Regions from separate parts of the Mus musculus genome. Here region 2 is linked to region 1. Evidence: chromatin contacts called from public HiChIP or PLAC-seq data. All regions are on one chromosome and are shown on one strand. The core of a region is the stretch at or near the end of the contact, and the rest is flanking DNA. Distances in the headings are between cores, read along the strand shown.

Region 1 (3,056 bases), core at 300-2,799:
TGAGTTCGAGGCCAACCTGGTCTACAGAGTGAGTTCCAGGATAGCCAGGGCTACACAGAGAAACCCTGCCTCGAAAAACCAAAAAAAAAAAAAAAAAAAACTTTCTTTAAAAAAAAAAAACCAAAAAAATACTTTCTTTAAAAAAAAAAACCAAAAAAAAAATATATATATATACACATATATACATATAATGCACACACACAGTTTATCTGAACTACTCCTAGAAAGGGGAGATAGTAAAAGAGAGGCGACTGCTAAGGGAGACAAAGGCAGGGTCAGCATAAGGGTCTCAAGTAGCCCAAGTTGGCCTCAAGTCATTATTATGTTGATAAAGGTAATTTTCAAATCTTATATAAAAAAAATGATTGATTTAGTGGGGGTGGGGTACACTACTGCATGGGTGTGAAGGTGAAAAGAACTTGAGGGAGTCGGCTTCTTCCACCCTATGGGTCCTAGGGATGTAACTGAGGCATCAGAGACAACCACCTTTTACCTGCTCAGCCACTTCCCCAGCCCCTGACCTTGAACTCCTGACCCTTTCCTTTCCCAAAGGATGGGATTACTTGCCTACACCACCTCTGGAAACAGGCCTGAGTATTCTGCAACAGAATCTCAAAGGTTGGTCCAACACAAGAAAGGACCCTGCCTGAAACCCTTGTTTCTGAGGATCAAGCCAGTGATTTCTTTCTACAGAGGACCAAAGCCAAAGGCAAAGTTGCCAAGAGTGTGGACTGCCCCAGTCTACGGTTCTTCTTCCTGGACAGCAGACTCAGACGAGTGTCACACCCACAGCCTGGGTTTTTGGTGGGGGATTGAGGGCGTGTGGCATGGTAGCTGCTGCCTTTAATTCCCAGAACGCCTAAGGCAGAACTTTGAGTTCGAGGCCAGCCTAATCTACATACTGAGTTACAGGATAGCCAGGGGCAGAAAGCCTGTTTCAAGGACCCACCCTCCTCCCAAAAAAATAAAAACAGAGGAGGAGGCGGAGGAGGAGAGGAAGGGAAGGAGGGAGAGGAGAGTTGAATGTTAGTCACCCCAAGATCACGAGGTTGGGGGCAAAGATTCCAAAAGCCAGTGACGTTTGGGCTCGCAGGGATTGATGACTATTTTTCTGTCTGTCTGTAGGTCTGTATGTCCGGGGGAGGTACCTTTCACAAGGTCTCCTGCGCGTTGCGCGCCCTTCCTACCTAGCCCCCAGGTCTGCAGACTACACTCAGTCTCTACCAGGCAGATCCCGTCCTAGCAGACTAGCGAGCCCGGAGCCCAACCCGGAGTCCGGCTTCCCCGGGGCTGGAACGCCTCCTCCCCAGAGCCCGGGCGGCTTAGACGCGGCATTACCATAACGACAGGCCGTGGGCTCGGGCCGGCGGGTCGGCCCGGCCGTGTCAGACTCAAGGGTTCACCTCCAACTCGACCCAGACGTAGAGTAGGGAACTATGTCCGGTCGCATTCCCAGAGCAAGGTCCAAGAGAAGCGTCTTTAAGACCGCAGCGGAAACTGAGAGAGGGGCGCCTAAGAACGTGCACCCAGAGCGGCTTTCAAAGCCGCCGCCAAAACAATAGCTCCGCCCCCTTAAAGGGAAGGCACCAATTTTTATCCTGCCGACACAAAGTCCTTCTTCCTCGGGCCTTCCGCCGCAGCCTTAAAGGGAAAATCAAAGGTCTCTCGGTCGCCCCCAAGCGGTCCCTCTAGTCCAGCCGGCTGCCACGTTCTGGTTGAAAGGGAGCTTGGAGAAATCTTATACACTTTATTCTCCCTTCTTTTTTTTTTTTTTTTTTTTTTTTTTTTGTTGAGCACACTGGTGATTTGAGAGTGACTTCATCCTCACCAGAACGCAGCCGATCGTGTAGCCCAGGCTGCCCTCTAACTCACTTTGTAGCCGAAAATAACCTTAACTCCATATTGTTCTTCCTCTACCTCCCAAACGCTGGGGTGGCTGGTTTTATGTGGTGCTAGGGATGGAACCGGGGAGGGCGGCGGGGGGGGGGGGGGGGTTCACACTTTGTAGGCCAAGCTGATTGGTAGAGACAGGAAAAGGTAGAGAGCCTCATGCGCCATCATCCTCTGGTGAATGAGGAGGGATTGAACGATTTTGGGCCTTGCACGTGCTAAGCAAATGTTCAACACTAAGCTAATAATACGCCCAGCCCTAAAGAGTTTCTACGACAGAAAAATGTGTGCCTTCTTTGCATGTTAGAAAAATAGGCCTGAAAGCTGGGAGTGCATTCCAATGGTCAACATTGTACTAAGCGTCTTCAAGACTCTGGTCCCAGCTACCATACATACATACACTGCAGAAAAAACGAACAAACAAAAACATAAACAAAATTACTTTGGAGGCCATGCAGGGACTGGAAGGTAAGGCCTGGCTCAAGCATATAAGGCAAGTAAGACTGAATGAAGAGATCCGGGAAAGACAGGGTGTGTCTTTTCCTCAGAGCACAGTAGCCGTCTGAGCCATAGAAATATGACTAAATTGGTGGATTCTTCCTCAGAACAAGGCACATGTGTACAAACACATGATGCTTTGCACATAATTATAGGGGGGTTGTCTTCCTGAAGCCTCTAGTCAAGAACTCAGTCCCAGACAGGTGGTGGTGGCCCACGCCTTTAATCCCAGCACAGAAGGAGGCGGATTTCTGAGTTCAAGGCCAGCCTGGTCTACAGAGTTAGTTCCAGGAGAGCCAGGGGTACACAGAGAAACCCTGTCAAAAAAAAAAAAAAAAAAACCAAAAAAAAAACAAAAAACAAAACAAAAAAAAAACCCTCAGTCCCCTGGAATTCTAGGAAGCAAAATGGTATAGCAGTTAAACTGTAGATGCTGAAGTCTCGATAGCTGGGTCATAGGCTCTCAACTCTACCTCCTCTTTGCTATGTGAGCATGTGAGCTTGGTCAGGGTCATACCTGGAATCACATAGTACTCCAGGACTCTTGGCTGTTATCATTCCAGGTTAAACAAAATTAACAGTGCTGGGACCCTCCCCCTATACTGAGCTTGTCATCCTGCTCTGTCTGAGTCCTCTGATCTGCTTCCAGCCTACATCCCAGAACCCAG
Region 2 (3,056 bases), core at 364-2,863, 330 kb before region 1:
AAAGCATTCAAAGTAATAACGAGTGGTCCTTCAAGGCCTCACGGATGGAGGAGGTATCAACTGCCCTAGAAATTCAACTGAATCTCTGTAGTGTCTGGAGGGAAAGACAGAGGGAAGAAATAGGTTTTTTTAAATTTAAATCAATCAAGCCAGGTGTGGTGGCGCACGCCTGTAATTCCAGCACTCAGGAGGCAGAGGCAGGCGGGTTTTTGAGTTCGAGGCCACCCTGGTCTACAAAGTGAGTTCCAGGACAGCCAGGGCTACACAGAGAAACTCTGTCTCGAAAAACAAACAACAAAAGAATTTAAATCAATCAATCAATCAATCAAAAGATGCTATCTCAAGAAATTGGCCTCCTGAATTTCTTTTCCCCTGAACTTTTCTCTTTTCTCCTTGGCCCTGGTCTGAATTAGAAATGTTCCTTCAGACCCAGCTTTCAGACCCTACAGGATCCTATATGGAAGTCCCTTCCTGAGTTAAGACTCCTCTTTAAACACAATCTATGTGCTGGGTTGTGGTGACACACACCTTTGATCCCAACACTCAGAAGGCAGAGGCAGGTGGATCTCTTGAGTTAGAGGTCAGCCTGGTCCACAAGTGAGTTTGGGGACAGCCAGGGCTACACAGAGAAACTCACCTTGGGAAGAAAAACAAAACAAAACAAAACAAAGCAACAACAACAACAACAACAACAAAAACCCTATCTCACCCCCACCACCACCTCCCAAAGAATTTTTTTCTTACCTGTCAGCATCACTACACTCCATCTCCAACTGAGACTCCACCGCCTCTCTCAGGTCCCTCAGTCCACCCAGGCTCTCTATTCCGACTTCTGAAGCTCAACTGAGCCTAAACTAGCCAATGTGGTCCTTCCTGGCATAGGTCACTCAGTGACAAAAGGCGACATTAATCTTCTTTCTTAAAGGGTTGAGAAGGTCAGACAAAGTGGTCACTTCATTTGATGGACACCCAACCCTTGCCTGCAATGTTTGTTTTCCCTCCATTGCCTGGGTCAGGAAGACACTGTTGGAGAGGGGATGTTTCCCAGGGAGAGGTGCAGGTACACGGATTTCTACACTCTGAAGTCGCCGGGAAGGGAGGCGTGGGGTTTCAGGTTGCCTTCCCCCAGGGCAAGGTCACCCCAGATAACCCTTGAGGAATTCTTTGGCCTAGGAGTTGCAGGATAGAATAACAAACCCCATTGCTGGGTTAAAGCAAAACTTGGCCAACTTCATTTGGGGGGGACTATGGCTTCTTTGAAACTGGGGCTGAACCAGTCACACTTCCCAGGCAATTCCTCCTGTGCTCAGTCTCCCCGCCCCCAAATGCCCACCTTAGCACACCCAGGAGAGTGAGGGACTCTGGAAAATGCAAAGAACTTAGCCCTGACTATGGCTCCCGTGTCGGGAGGGCCTTAAAGTGCAGGCTGCTGAGGGGGCAAGGGCTGTACTTGGTGCGCGCAGGTCCTAGGGTCCTACTTGTGGTTGGGGGGGTCAGCTAAAGAGAACGAACACCCCTCTTCTCTCCACAGCTGGTGCACCAAGGGTCCTCCTCCCTATCACAGCCCTTCCCTTAGAAAGCCTGCTGAGTCTGGAATGAGAGGAATCTGAACTACAAACCGACCTCTTGGCAGCATCCCCAACTTCTCTCCAGCCACTCCTAGGTTGCCGACTTCCAGGCAAGGCTGAAGGGGCCTAGGTGGGAAGACCCCACACACAGAGAGACACTGAAGAAACGGGGGTGCAGAAGTCAGTCGAGGGCAGAGAGACAGTACACGCGCGTTTTGTAGGTTGGGGCTTGCTCTAAGGTCCAATCGGCCTGGAACTCACAAGTTTTGGCAATCCTCCTGTCTCGGCTTTCCCAAGTCCTGGAATTATAGATGTGAGCCAGCTTGAACAAAGAATTTATATTTTCCAAACCAAAAATCAAAACCATTAACAAGTCAGTGTGCTGGAGTCACAGGATTAGGGATTTGAAACCAAGCCCACTGTAGAATGATTCAAGCTGTCGAGTCTCCAGGGTTGACAAGCAATTAGTATTACATCCTAGGAAGAAAGGACCTGTGTCCCCAGCTCTTGTCTCCCCTCTGCTTGGCTCTTTTCTCCCAAGGGCTAAGCTTGCCTGGTGCTATCTGGGCAGTATCACAGTCTGAGAATGCCCCGTGGAGGCTGAAAGAATCGGGAAAAGTGAAGAATGGTCTTTTTAAAAGATTGATGGCACAGAGCCAGAGGCCACTTCTGCCTGCCACACTTGTGGCAGACCCCAGTGTCCTGCCCACCGTCTCTGTAGCGTCCTCTCTACCCCACCTGAACCGTGTGGAACTTTGATGGTGATTTAGCCAGGGCTATCTGCGCCATGAGATGCCCAGGCAACGTACTAGAAGGGTGACCCTGGGGAAAGGACCAGGCTACAGCAGAGAAGCAGCCAGCCAGCCAGCCAGGAGCAGGAAGCCGCTTGGGGCAAGATGACCTCTTTCCAAGGGCAGTTCTGTCCAGCTTGTATAACATAGCTCCTGCCAAGGGTGGTATAGAAAGGCTCAGAGCCCACAGCAGGCTGGGGAAGGGCATTGAAAAGGGAGCTTAAGGGCTTCCTGCTGCGTGAGATGGATTAGGGGCCTGTGGGGAGCCAGTCTAGCAGGGAGAAAGGCACTGGCCAGATGCCAGAGCCCCTTGGCCAAAGACACTCTGAGACGAAGAATCCCTGGGTATCTGGTGGACTGCAAGTCCGCATCTTCCACCTGGCTGAGGGGCCCAGACAGAGTGACATATGGTGATGAGGAGACGGACCAAAGAGCACCAAAATGGAGGAAGGAAAAGCAGCCCTGCTTGAGTGAACCAGTGGACATCTCATAGGAAAATAAACAACCTCTCCAGTGATTTTTATCCAACTCTCCCCGAGCCCTTGAACTGGGTCTGTTCTTCGGGGCTGGTTCACTGCTGGGCTCTGTTTCTCTAGTCTGCAGGATGGGAGCTCTGAGGCCACCACTGGGAACAGCATAAGTAGTAGAAGCTTGTTTTGTAGTATTTTCTTTCCAGACTGGGTTTCTCTACATAGAC

Evidence for each region. HiChIP or PLAC-seq counts read pairs in DNA pulled down with a chosen protein or histone mark.
Region 2: a contact with region 1 is called in an HNF4G HiChIP or PLAC-seq map of pancreatic cancer cells. The contact joins the enhancer-like site here to the promoter of Hrob in region 1. A contact is called at or near these places in 3 of 39 promoter capture datasets (cranial neural crest, liver and pre-B cells), 2 of 484 Hi-C or Micro-C datasets (both in embryonic stem cells), 2 of 115 datasets of contacts at active chromatin or transcription factors (pancreatic cancer cells and stem cell-derived neural progenitor cells) and 1 of 9 other capture datasets (adipose tissue).

Annotation. Positions count from the first base shown.
Region 1 is chr11:102,247,375-102,250,430 of GRCm38.p6, reverse strand. Hrob (homologous recombination factor with OB-fold) reads right to left here and starts at 1,549. Exons shown (of 10, transcript NM_153544.3): 1 at 1,339-1,549. The coding sequence starts at 1,341.
Region 2 is chr11:102,581,003-102,584,058 of GRCm38.p6, reverse strand. No RefSeq gene overlaps it. Among named protein-coding and RNA genes, the nearest start is that of Gm11627, 3.4 kb to the right of the region's middle. Within about 2 kb of position 1,613, at least 57 of the 459 cell types and tissues checked have an H3K27ac peak or open chromatin away from gene starts, as enhancers often do. A contact at or near this core is called in embryonic stem cells and pancreatic cancer cells, where this site is marked.